Regions from separate parts of the Sus scrofa genome. Here all the other regions are linked to region 1. The links are chromatin contacts, called in public Hi-C and promoter capture Hi-C maps. All regions are on one chromosome and are shown on one strand. Each heading gives the region's core, a stretch centred on a gene start, on an enhancer-like site or on the middle of the called end of the contact. The rest is flanking DNA. Distances are from core to core; before and after follow the strand shown. Region 1 holds the start of CYR61 (protein CYR61). Region 2 holds the start of BCL10 (B-cell CLL/lymphoma 10). Region 3 has its middle 25 kb from the start of BCL10. Region 4 overlaps DDAH1 (N(G),N(G)-dimethylarginine dimethylaminohydrolase 1).

What was found. Promoter capture Hi-C pulls out the DNA fragments that hold promoters and counts their contacts. Hi-C and Micro-C count contacts between places; a contact is called where the count stands out from the background.
Region 2: a contact with region 1 is called in a promoter capture Hi-C map of fetal skeletal muscle, with 6 times the contacts expected there. The contact joins the promoter of BCL10 here to the promoter of CYR61 in region 1. A contact is called at or near these places in 2 of 5 promoter capture datasets (fetal skeletal muscle and liver), 10 of 47 Hi-C or Micro-C datasets (embryonic fibroblasts, epiblast stem cells, fibroblasts and 5 more) and 1 of 2 datasets of contacts at active chromatin or transcription factors (skeletal muscle).
Region 3: a Hi-C map of heart right ventricle shows a contact between it and region 1, with 6 times the contacts expected there. The contact joins the enhancer-like site here to the promoter of CYR61 in region 1. A contact is called at or near these places in 14 of 47 Hi-C or Micro-C datasets (brain, embryonic fibroblasts, fetal heart ventricle and 9 more) and 1 of 2 datasets of contacts at active chromatin or transcription factors (skeletal muscle).
Region 4: a contact with region 1 is called in a Hi-C map of liver, with 5 times the contacts expected there. The contact joins the enhancer-like site here to the promoter of CYR61 in region 1. A contact is called at or near these places in 5 of 47 Hi-C or Micro-C datasets (embryonic fibroblasts, liver and skeletal muscle) and 1 of 2 datasets of contacts at active chromatin or transcription factors (skeletal muscle).

The regions. Positions count from the first base shown.
Region 1 is chr4:130,393,834-130,396,540 of Sscrofa11.1, forward strand. It overlaps CYR61 (protein CYR61), which reads right to left and starts at 1,346. Exons shown (of 5, transcript XM_001927740.5): 1 at 1,102-1,346; 2 at 618-831; 3 at 1-257. The coding sequence starts at 1,164. It also overlaps a transcript of ZNHIT6 not described here.
Region 2 is chr4:130,644,042-130,646,748 of Sscrofa11.1, forward strand. It overlaps BCL10 (B-cell CLL/lymphoma 10), which reads left to right and starts at 1,386. Exons shown (of 3, transcript NM_001103213.2): 1 at 1,386-1,457. The coding sequence starts at 1,401.
Region 3 is chr4:130,619,212-130,621,918 of Sscrofa11.1, forward strand. No RefSeq gene overlaps it. Among named protein-coding and RNA genes, the nearest start is that of BCL10, 25 kb to the right of the region's middle. Within about 2 kb of position 1,315, at least 3 of the 83 cell types and tissues checked have an H3K27ac peak or open chromatin away from gene starts, as enhancers often do.
Region 4 is chr4:130,573,609-130,576,315 of Sscrofa11.1, forward strand. All of the region lies in intron 1 of DDAH1 (N(G),N(G)-dimethylarginine dimethylaminohydrolase 1), which reads left to right. Among named protein-coding and RNA genes, the nearest start is that of BCL10, 70 kb to the right of the region's middle. Within about 2 kb of position 1,308, at least 2 of the 83 cell types and tissues checked have an H3K27ac peak or open chromatin away from gene starts, as enhancers often do. A contact at or near this core is called in liver, where this site is marked.

The DNA of each region.
Region 1 (2,707 bases), core at 96-2,595:
GAGGCCGTCCCTGTCGTCCATGGGGTCCTTGGCACCGTCCTCGTCGCAGAGCCACTCCTCGCAGCACTGCCCGGTGACTTTGACCAGCCGGGGGTTGGGGCAGCCCAGGTCTGGGAGGGAGAGCTCCTGCGGGCACAGCGGAACGCAGCCCACGGCGCCGTCGATGCATGTGCACTGGTGTTTACAGTTGGGCTGGAAACTCTCCCCATTCTGGTAGATTCTGGAGTTATATTCGCAGGGTCTGCCCTCTGACTGAGCTGCAAAGAACACCAAAAAAAAGAGAAAAGAAAAAAAAGAAGAGGATAAAGTTAGGATTCCGAACGACGGCCTGAAACGCACACATATTTTCTGCTGTTCAACTCAGTTTATGGTAAAGTTTCCTCCAATTCCCCGGAGACTCCAGACCAGAACAATAAGTTAGTCAGGAATCACTTTTCCGTATGCGCTTTCCGCTGGGCCCAGACACACTGAATCGCATTCCAGACTGCTGAAATCATGTGCCTTTCTGCCAAGCTACCAACAACAAAGCATCACCATACATGGTCGCAGAATTACTAAACTTCTGGACTACAGGGACTATTCCTTCTTTTAAAGGGGCCAAACCAAAAGCATCTTACCTCTGCAGATCCCCTTCTGAGCGGTGGGGCTGGCGCCGAAGTTGCATTCCAGCCCCTTGGTGTGGTCGCAGGGCTGCGTCTTGCTGCAGTCCTCGTTGAGCTGCTTGGCGCAGACCTTGCAGCAGCCGCAGCCGTCCCCGACCAGGCCGACTCCGGGGGCGCACTTGGGCGCCTCCAGGGGGCAGTGGCAGGCGGCGGGGCAGGTGGAGAGCGCCTGCAGGGGGGAGCGGACACGCGTGAGGCTCGGCGCGGCGCGGCGGGAACCCCCAGGCGCCGGGTGGGGGGGGCCTGAGCCGGGCCAGCCCGGCCACCCCGGGCGGCGGCGTCCCCCCGGAGGCCCCGGCACGTCTCCAGCGCGGGCTTAAAGAAAGCGCTCCCCCCAAGCGTCCCCGCACTTCCGAGCCTAGCCCCGTCGGCCGCGGGCCCTCTGGGCCAAGGGGGAGGGGCCGGGAGCGGACAGGGACGCGGTGGCCGCGGAACTCACCAGCCTGGCCAAGTGGAGCAGGGTGACGGCGAGGGCGAGCGTCCTGGCGGTGCGGGAGCTCATCGCGGCGCGCAGGAGGGTCGGGGCGAGCGCGGAGGCCGAGACGGCGACACACGGGTGCGCGGCGGACGGGCTGCGGGCGTCTCGAGCTCGAGGTGCTTCCCGAGGAGGAGCGCGGGGCGCGGGAGCTGCTCGGGGGCGCTCTGCTCGCGGTCTGCCCCGGCGCCCAGGGGCCGCCTTTTATACGGGCCGGCCGCGGCGCCGCGTGTTGCAGTGACGTCGGCCCCGTCTGCGCGTTCCAGAATTCTCAAACATCTCAGGAATGCTGGTTGGCGCGGGCTCCTGCCAAGCGCCTCCCCTGGCTCCCTGGCTTTTTTTTTTTTTTTGGTCCTGGACTCGTCAAGAAAACAATCTTCCGTTTTTTCCACTTTTAATAACGACTTCTATTGGGGAGGGTGGTGGAAGGGCGGGGGGGGGGGGGCGAGTTGAGAACTTTGCCTGGACCTGGAGGGTGGGAGGCCCTGGAGGGAGGAACAAAGTCGTTTTGTTTGGGGATGCCGAGCTGAGCCGCAGCCCCGGAGCCCCCGCCCGGGAGGCAGCGAGCTGTTTGCTTGTTTACAGCGAAGGTGAGAGTCAAGTTATCTACGGAGAGAGGCGAACCGGGAGGGCAGCGTCTGGGAGCCAGGGATCTATTTGAGGACGTCGTAGAGGCGTGCTCGGATCGAGTCCCAAAGTCTTGGCATGGTGTTTATTAGCCAGGCTAAGTGTATCGCAAATTAATACCCGCAGTGGCATTTATGAATGAGAAGGGGGGAAAAATCAACTTCCCCGCCGTCTGGCAGATTCCCAGGCAGAGGTCTTCCCCCTCCCTCCCCCCTCCCCCCCCGAACGTCGTACTTGTTTGTTTTTGGAGGTTCCCACTGTAGTTCCAGCCCACTGGCTGGCTTGGAAGTCCGAGAGGAAACGGACGCAGGGAGATCTCCGGGAGGCTGACCTAAGGCTTCCTCGCGGATGCGGGAGGCCGGGTAAGCCCTCCAGCCTCCCTCGGGGGCGGGAAGCGACGCTCACTGAGCAGCCAGCCCGAGGCGGAGGGGACCCCCGCGGAGAGAGCGTCACCCGTAGAGAGGGCAAGGCCAATCCCGATTCCAGCCGCATTGCGCCCAGCGGTTCTCTGGAAAAGGCAGACTCCTCAACACTGAAAGTTTTGCGGGGTTTGCAACTCCTTTCCTTGGGCCCACTGAGAAGCCTCTCATTTCAAGCGAAGTGCAATGCTTTGCTCTCTCCAGAGAAACGAGAGAGGGCAAGGATATATTATTCTGTAGTAGAAAAAGCCGGCGGATTTTAAGGCCCTAGTCTTCCTGCGACCCGCCCAGGGGAAGACCCCCCACGAAGCGATTCACTTTAACAGCAGACGCCCCGCTCGTGTGATTGATTAATTTCCCTCAGTTTCCCAACCTATTTTCTTGTGTCATTTTCATAAAACACACACAGTAATCATGCCGGCCTCCCTGTTATACTGCTCCAGACCTCCTTGTCCTTTTTAATGCTCCCGCTGTCCAGTCTAAATGACTGCCCAGCAGTCTTGCATAAGAAGGCCTTCACCCGG
Region 2 (2,707 bases), core at 136-2,635, 250 kb after region 1:
TCAACAAATATTTGTGAATGAAAGAACAACTAGTTAAGTGAATTGGGTTAGAAAAAGATGACGGAAGATTAAGCAATCAGAAAAAATACTGTGTATGAATATGGACAAACACACATGATGTAATGTTAAAAGTAAGATCCCTGCCCTGTGATGGAAAAATACATTGATGCGGCCTTGACAACATTGTTGTTTTCTGGTTCTTGTTTTCCCTTCCTTTAAAGGATTCTGGATCCTCAAATTTGTCTTCCGCCCCCTGGTCCGCATTTTTATCTACCCTCTAGCTTCCAAATACCATATACTTTCTTTCTAGTTTATTTACCATGTTGTCCAAACAATCGTCTTGGGCCCTGAGCCCTTTCCGGACTTATCACCCTCGTTACTTTGGATGCACCGTTCTGAGAATCGTATCTGTTCATCAGTCTCCCCCAGAAAGATGGGAGAACTCTTACGGGACTGGGTGTCTAGAATATAGTAGGAAGGACTCAATAAATGTTTGAGCAAGAGCTGAGCACGGACTGTGGGCCCAGACCTCTAAGAACCTCACATCTGTCACGTCATTGAATTGTCACCTGTGAGAGGTAGAAGAGACACATCTTCATCCCTCAGATGAAGAAATAAGGAAATACGTTTATCATAAACAGTGACCAGAAAGTATGCAGAGGTTAAATGAGGTGTTAAAGTGATGGCATTGTAGGCGGTTTTTCTCTTTCAGAAATTCCTTCAATATGAACTGCAGTTAGGCTGTATATGAGTCTCGTGTGCGCGCGCGCGAGCGTCTGTGTGTGACCAAACCATTGTAAAACTTGCGTGGGCAAACAGCAACAGGAAATCGGTGGGCAGGGGCTGGGAGAAGGGGAGGAACACAGCAGCACCGACCAGCAGAGCTCCAGCTGCATCAGAGCCGCCCGCGCGGGCGGCGACCGCCCACAGACCGAGCCGCGCCGGCCCCGCCCACGGAAACGATCCTCTCGGGAGGCCTCCCCCCGCCCCATGCAAACGACCTGGAGGCCGTGGGCGGGGCCACCCTGGAAGGGCTCCGGCCGGGGGCGGGACCAGGCCGGCCGCGGGCTGGCTCCGATTGGCTCTCGGAGAGACGGGACGGGCTCTCCGAGGGCCGGCCTCCCAGAGGGGCGGTCCTGCGCCCCGGCCTCCGCGAGCGCGCAGGAGCCGAGCCCGGAGCTCGGCGTCTAGACGCGTAGGTCTGCGCCGCCGTCGGCCCGGAGGCAGAGCCGGAAGCGCTTGTTTGACCCTCGGTCCCCCTGTTTTCGAGGAGGTAGCCGTCCCCCCACCCTCTCCGCCTCCCCTCCCCACCCCTCCTCGGGAGGCCGAAGCCCCCAGCCTGGGCGGGGCGGCGCAGCCCGAGCGCGGACCCGGAAGGAGCGCCGTCCCCCGCCTCCGCCATGGAGCCCGCCGCGCCGTCCCTGACCGAGGAGGACCTGACCGAAGTGAAGAAGGACGTGAGTAGCACGGCCGGGCCCGGGCGGGCGGGCGGGGCGGGCTGCGTGCCTGCGGGCGACGGGAGCGGAAACCCGGCGGCCCGGCCCGGCCCGGCCCGCAGCTGGGGAGCAGCGCGCGGTGGGAGAAGCGGCAGGTCCGGGCGCCGCGGGAGCCGAGCCGGCATCGCGGGGACCTGGTGGAAGCGGTCCGACCCCTGGTGACCTGTGAACTCGCGTGTTAAATCAATCAAAGCGGGGCTTGGGTTTCTGGAACCTTGTTGGGTGGAGCGCTCCTTCACAGCCTCCGGCCCACTCCCCACCCATCCTCTGGCGCTTCCAGGGGTGGAGCTACGTTGTCGGAAGTCGGCGACTCAAGCTCGTCCTTGAGTCTGAGCCTTGGCTGCTGGCTCTCTCAGCCTGGAGCAAAAGCTGGACCAGGTAAAGCATCCCAAGCAGTGGAGCAAATATGTGAAACTTTGGCAGCGGGGGTTGAGGGAAGCTCAGCAGCTGAAAGCACGAGTCGGAATTCCCCTAGAAAGCAAACGCCCACGTATTTAAATCGGAGGGGCGAGGGGGAGGGGACGGGGGCCGGGGCCCGAAGGCCGAGAATTTATTTACAGGTGAACGCTGGAAACATTCGGTAGCTGCGTTATGCTCCGCTGCTTGGATGCTGCAGAAATGTACAAATCTTAATATTTATTCACCAAGAGTGACTTGTTTCTCTTACCCTTTGCTCTTAGTTGTTTGTTTTGCTTTGTGAGACTTGTATGAGTACCATTAAAATACTTTGTATTAATTCACATTTTAAAAATCAACATGAACTGTGTTCTCGCTTAGCGCCGCAGTGCTGTACAAAACCACCTTTGTGAAGTGGACAGGAAGCAGCTTTTTAAATGTTCCTGTGCTTCCTTTTCCCTCACCTGTGAGGTTTATCACACTGTACCCATAATGCAGAGTCGGTGTGACTCATTAGCAGAAGGACTCTGGTTAAGAGTAGGGCTTGTGCCTTAATTTCCTCCTTCAGCAGATAATTCTGGGGCGCTCACTAGATGGAAAGCACTGTTCCTCGGCCTGGAAAGATACCCAAAAATGACAGGTCCCTGCTTCCCATTCCCGTCAGAACTCGGATGTTGGTAACTACTAAAGAATGAGTGTTGTGCTGTTCAGGATTTGTGCCAGTAAAAGCATGAACTTCAGGAGGCAGGTGCTGCATCGCACGGTTTACAGTGTTCTAGCGTCATCTGTACACCAGCCTCTGAGGGGGATCGCTG
Region 3 (2,707 bases), core at 65-2,564, 230 kb after region 1:
TTCAAGAGCTGCCGGTCTGGGAGGGAGAGGGAAGAAAGGCCGCACAAGGGCACAGATGCCCGTGACCCAGTGGAATGGAAGGCAGGAACCAGAACGCTGCCGTGGCGGTTCCCGAGTGGGGGTTCACCTGGGCTTGGAAGGTCAGCTCTGGCTTCAATAAGCAGGGTGGGGGCCTGGGGCACAGCACGAGCAAAGGCGTACAGGTGGGAGGCACGGTGTGTGCTGTCGAAGCACCTACTGTGTGCCTGTTGACCCAACTGGGCCCTGGGGCAGGATGGCGATTGTCCCTGTTCTCCTGGAATTTACATCCCAACAGGAAGACAGACCTTAAACAAGTCACAGCACGTGTGAGCCACACACGTTGTGAAAGAGAAGGGGATTCTCAGAGCAGGTGGCTTTTTTTGGCTGAAACATGAGACAGATGCAAGGGGCCAGGGAGACAGTGTAGGGTGGGTGTCGAGAGCCTCGGGTGTTGGGACAGAACTTGGCGTCTGTGTGTCCCCTGAAGACTGTGGGTCAGGGAGTCACACTGATGGAGCTTGATACGGCTGCACTGAAAAGGATGAGCAGGAGCTGACCCTGGCGTTTTTCCTAAACTTCTTCTCCCCAGATTTAGTCTGTCCTGTAAACAGCTCTTCTCATCACCAAATGGGCCCCGAGAGCTGGGCAGTGATCCTTTCTCCATTTCCTCTCCTGAAAAACAGATACATGACAGCGTTTCCTCCCAACTCCAAAGGGACATTTTCAATGCGAATGAGATAAAAGGACGGAGGCGTTCTTTGGAAGAAAGGCACCATGTAAATATCATCATCATCATCATTATCCTCATCAGCTCCCATCACAGCAAGTCTGGAGCCCATCAAAATGGCATCTTCTATTCGAAACATCAATCACCTACTCCAGAAATAACTCCAGATTGTCATCGTTGATGCCTGTAAGCTGGCCTGACAGCTTCCGTGGAGAAGTCACAGGTTTCCCTGGTCCCTGGAAAGGCTGCTCCAAAGACACACTTGCCTTAGGGAGCTGTTGGCAGATCAGACTGCTTCTCACCTCCCTCCCAAACCCTCATTCCTAACTCGGGGAAAGCTGGACCACTTATAGCACAAGATAACGGGGGTTATCAGCTTTTAGGGGAACATTTAAGTGCCAAATATGCCACTGTCACTATAAATAAATGAAGGATTCAAACCAGTTTGCCCCCTAACCACCTGGTATATTTTATATTTTATATTTATAGCCTGGGCTGGCTTGTGACATGAATGCCTAAGAGCAGTGATGGGCCCCTAGGTCTTGGGATGCCCCTTGACTTATAAATAGAAAGTTTAATCATTTGGTTATGAAGGCAAAGAAAGAGCTTGGGTGAACGAACACAGCCCTAGGAAGGTTGTTTGCTTTTCCCTAGGCTTCAATTTTTTAAATAATTTGTTCCTGCTCAGGGACAGGGAGACTTATTGACTAGATGGGGCTTTGGGACAGAACTCAGAGGACGATTGCTCACAGTTAAACTAGGAAACCTCATGCTACGAGTGAAATTTCCCATCACCCCATCAGGTTCACGACTGCATATTTCACACTGATGTAGGACAAGTTCAAGGACAAACAAGTTCTGATTCCAAGCAGCAGTCGAGCTACGTAGAAATGTTGGGTCTTCTGCCTCTAGAAAGAGCTCATGGAATAAACAGATTCATGGCCGTGGATCCAAGAGAGGCTTAGAATTCCAGGGTAGGATATGAACAAGCATCCATTCTGCTTATATGGGAACCAGAGGAGTGGATGAGGCTCCTGAGAGGTAACTCGGGGACAGCCCTGGGCTTGCTTTTGTCCTGGACCTAATAACCACCGAGGGAGACAGATGGAACCCATCACCATGGCTAGGGGGTAACAAGGAGTCTGAAGGAAAACAGAATTCACCCTTGCTTGGAGCAAATGGAAAGATTTTCATGGAGATCCCGTTGTGAAAACAAATCCGACTAGGAACCATGAGGTTGCAGGATCAATCCCTGGCCTCCCTCAGTGGGTTAAGGATCCGGCGTTCCATGAGCTGTGGTGTAGGTCCCAGACGCGGCTCGGATCCCATGTTGCTATGGCTGTGGTGTAGGCCAGCGGCCACAGCTCTGATTAGACCCCTAGGCTGGGAACCCCCATATGCCGCGGGTGCAGCCCTGAAAAGATAAAAAGACAAAAAAAAAAAAAAAGATTTTCATGAAGGTCTGTTTCAAAGGTCTGATGTTCAGGCTACAAACAAGGGGGGTGATGGGTGAAATCCCCAGAAACCAGCTGCCAGCAGCACTTCTGGGCCCAAGAGGACCAGGCCAGGAAATGGCGCTGCTGGGTCTGGGTCAGAGAACCAAGGGCCACACGGCTCCAGCCAGAGACCAGGATCCAGAGCCTCTTTCTTCTCACTGTCTGACTTGATGGTGCCCCCTTGGCGGGACGCAACTGCTGGACGGCTGGTGAGGAGACGGGGGAGGTTCTGTGCAGGGGCCAGCTTCTTGGCACGGAGCTGGCACAGGTGGGCGGAGAAAGGAGCCCAAGGGCTGGAAGACGACCCACACAACGCCACTGGGAAAACGAGCTCTCGGGCCCCCCAAGAGCAGCCTGGACGGGCTCCGGCCCTCCAGCGTCGGCGTTTCATCCTGTTCCTTAGGCACACGCCAGTTGTGTGGTCCCGTTCCCTCTCCCTCTCTCTGTGTCTCAACATGAGCAG
Region 4 (2,707 bases), core at 58-2,557, 180 kb after region 1:
ACTACTCTGCCTCGGTTTGCTCAGCTGCGCAGCAGAAATGATGTTGGCACTTGTCTGTTGGATTCCGAAGGTTAAGGTCGACTCTGAGCTCTGGGTGGGGTTCTGGCACGCAGGAAGACTCCGTGGACGTTTGCCGTTGTCGTTACTAACTGAATTCCTCTGAAGAGCTTTTCCCTGGAATCAGAATGCAAAGAGAATTTCAGTATGTGTCCATTTAGGAATTTTTTAGTCTGAGTCACTTAGTATGTTAGGCCTCTCTTTGATCTTTTTCTCAGGCGGTTTTGATCAGATTGGTATTTCATTGGCGCCTGTGGGAAAGAGGGATAAACCCGTGAGCAGACCTTAGGCACGTTGACATCGCGCGGCGGCCCCAGTGGGCACTCCGGCAAGGTGCGCACTCCCTGCTCGGCTTCCTGGAGGGCTTCTTTCACCACCCCTTTCCTCCTAGGGTCCCCATGTTCGGAAAGGTCACCGTCTCTGCCGTGAATAGATGATGGAATCCAGCATCTCCCAGGGTCACGTAACCCGCAGGGGACGTAAGTGTGCGGAGCGGGAGAGAGCGTTCCCGAGCTCCCGCTCTGACGTGGGCTGTGCTGCAGATGGTCCCGCAGCAGAATCAGAGTCTCGCAGTGCCAGGAGGAGGAACGTGACCCGGGTGTGGGCTCAGGAGGCTCGGTGCAGCCATCAGCCGCCTTCCTTAGCCTTTTTAACCAAGGTCGCCGCTGTGGCGGCGACCGTAGCTCTGATTCAACCCCTAGCCTGGAAACCTCCATGTGCTGCAGGTGCAGCCCTCAATGTAAAGTGGTACAGCAGCGTGTGTCCTCCCTGCCTTGGGGTTATCCTGAGCATTGCGACGAAACTCCACTTCACTGTGACTGCATATTCAGCATGTCTGCCCTACTAGACGGTTCGCTTCCCAGGGACAGGGACTCTGGTTTTGTAGGGTTTTTTGGGTTTTTTTAATCTTCGCAGCTTGGTTTTTAAAAAAATGTTGAGGCGTTCCTGTTGTGGCTCAGAAGCTAATGAACCTGATGATAAGGACTCGGGTTCAATCCCTGGCCTTGCTCTATGGGTTAAGGATCTGGCATTGCTGTGAGCTGTGGTATAGGTCACAGATGTGACTCGGATCCAGCACTGCTGTGGCGGTGAGCATAGCTCTCATTCAACCCCTAGCCTGGGAACCTCCATGTGCTGCAGGTGCAGCCCTAAAAAGACCAAAAAAACTACAAAAACAATTGGCATCCACTAAATGTTTATTGAACTAAAATATTGATCAAATGAGAAAACATGTGAGAAAGCATGACATGGACATTGAGTATTGTTACAACATCAGCCAGACGGGCTGGTCCCAGTGGCCACAGTGACCGAAGGTGTGCTGGACCACAAAGAACATTAAGGGCATAAACGAAGGAACGTTCTGTGTGACCAGGGATGCCACAGGGCAGTCTTGGTACAGGTTCCAAGCCAGCTGCATCTTGAGCTCGAGACAGCACACCAGCTTCGTGAGAGGCTTCCTCAGCACAATCTACATGTCACACTAACATTAATCAGCAAGACAAAGTCAGCGACAAGGTGAGAAAATGAAACCATCTCACCAGCCACGAAGCCACGTGGCTGCGGTCCAGGGCGATAGAGCTGGACCAGAGTATGGGTGGGGCGAGGGGATAGTTTCAAAGCTCTCCAATATGATGAGTTAAAACGGACTCGAGACCTGTGCATGGATGGGCCTTGAAAACATACTCCTCAGAGCGTTGGAAGCGCCCGGCCGAAAGCAGAACTGAGGGTGACCGAGCCGTGTCAGCTGCAGACAGGCCAGTGCCCGGGGCCCTGTTCGCCATGAGTACATCAGGCAGCGGTGGAGCAGAAGCAGCCGAAGGAAAGGGGCCTGGCGAGCAGAGGGCAGGTTCTGCACGGAGCACAGACCTGGCCATCAGACCTCGCGGCCCGGTCGCAGCCTCCAAGGGAAGAGCTGAAGCGTTCCACGTGGTCGTTGTGGAAAACAGGCACCAAAGTCAACTTTGGACAAGGCCAACTGGCAAGTACTGGCATCTAAACAACGAATATTTAACTAACCGCGGTATATTGCAAATGACTATGGAATGTAACTTGCCAATACCAATGTATAGGGGTTTTTTTTTTAACCTGTTTTGGTATTTTGTGTTTGGGGGAAATTTTTCAAGAAAAAAAGAAGTGGGATCACAAGATGTTTTATTTTATACCAAAAATGGTATGTTTTATAGTTTATTTTTTGAAAGGTAGCCAGAATCCAAAGCACTGCATTAATTTAGGGCAAAAATAAGGATACCAGCGACTACTGGTTTTGAGCACAATGTGCCAGGTGCTGAACGGGGCACTGCCTGTGTGGTTGGTCTCCTTGCCATTCACGTAACCCCACTAGGGAGAGAGCACCGGCCCATTGGCAAGTCAGGAAACCGGCTCAGAGACATTAACTCGTGTGCTGCTGAGAAGTGTTGAAGCTGGTTTTCAAATCCCCAGTTCTTCCCATTCTCGGGAAGCAGAGGGAATTCTTCAGACTGAGCCCTTCAGAGGGACCGCGTCTTTGATAACTCATCATCCTGTGTCATTTCGGGCTGATGCTCTTCCGAGGCCTGGGGGACATCTCTCTGCACAGGCCCACTTCCCACCTTACGAATTGCCCCTGAGGGCGCCTTAAAGCAGAGATCACACGTGAAGTCGGGGCAGAGCC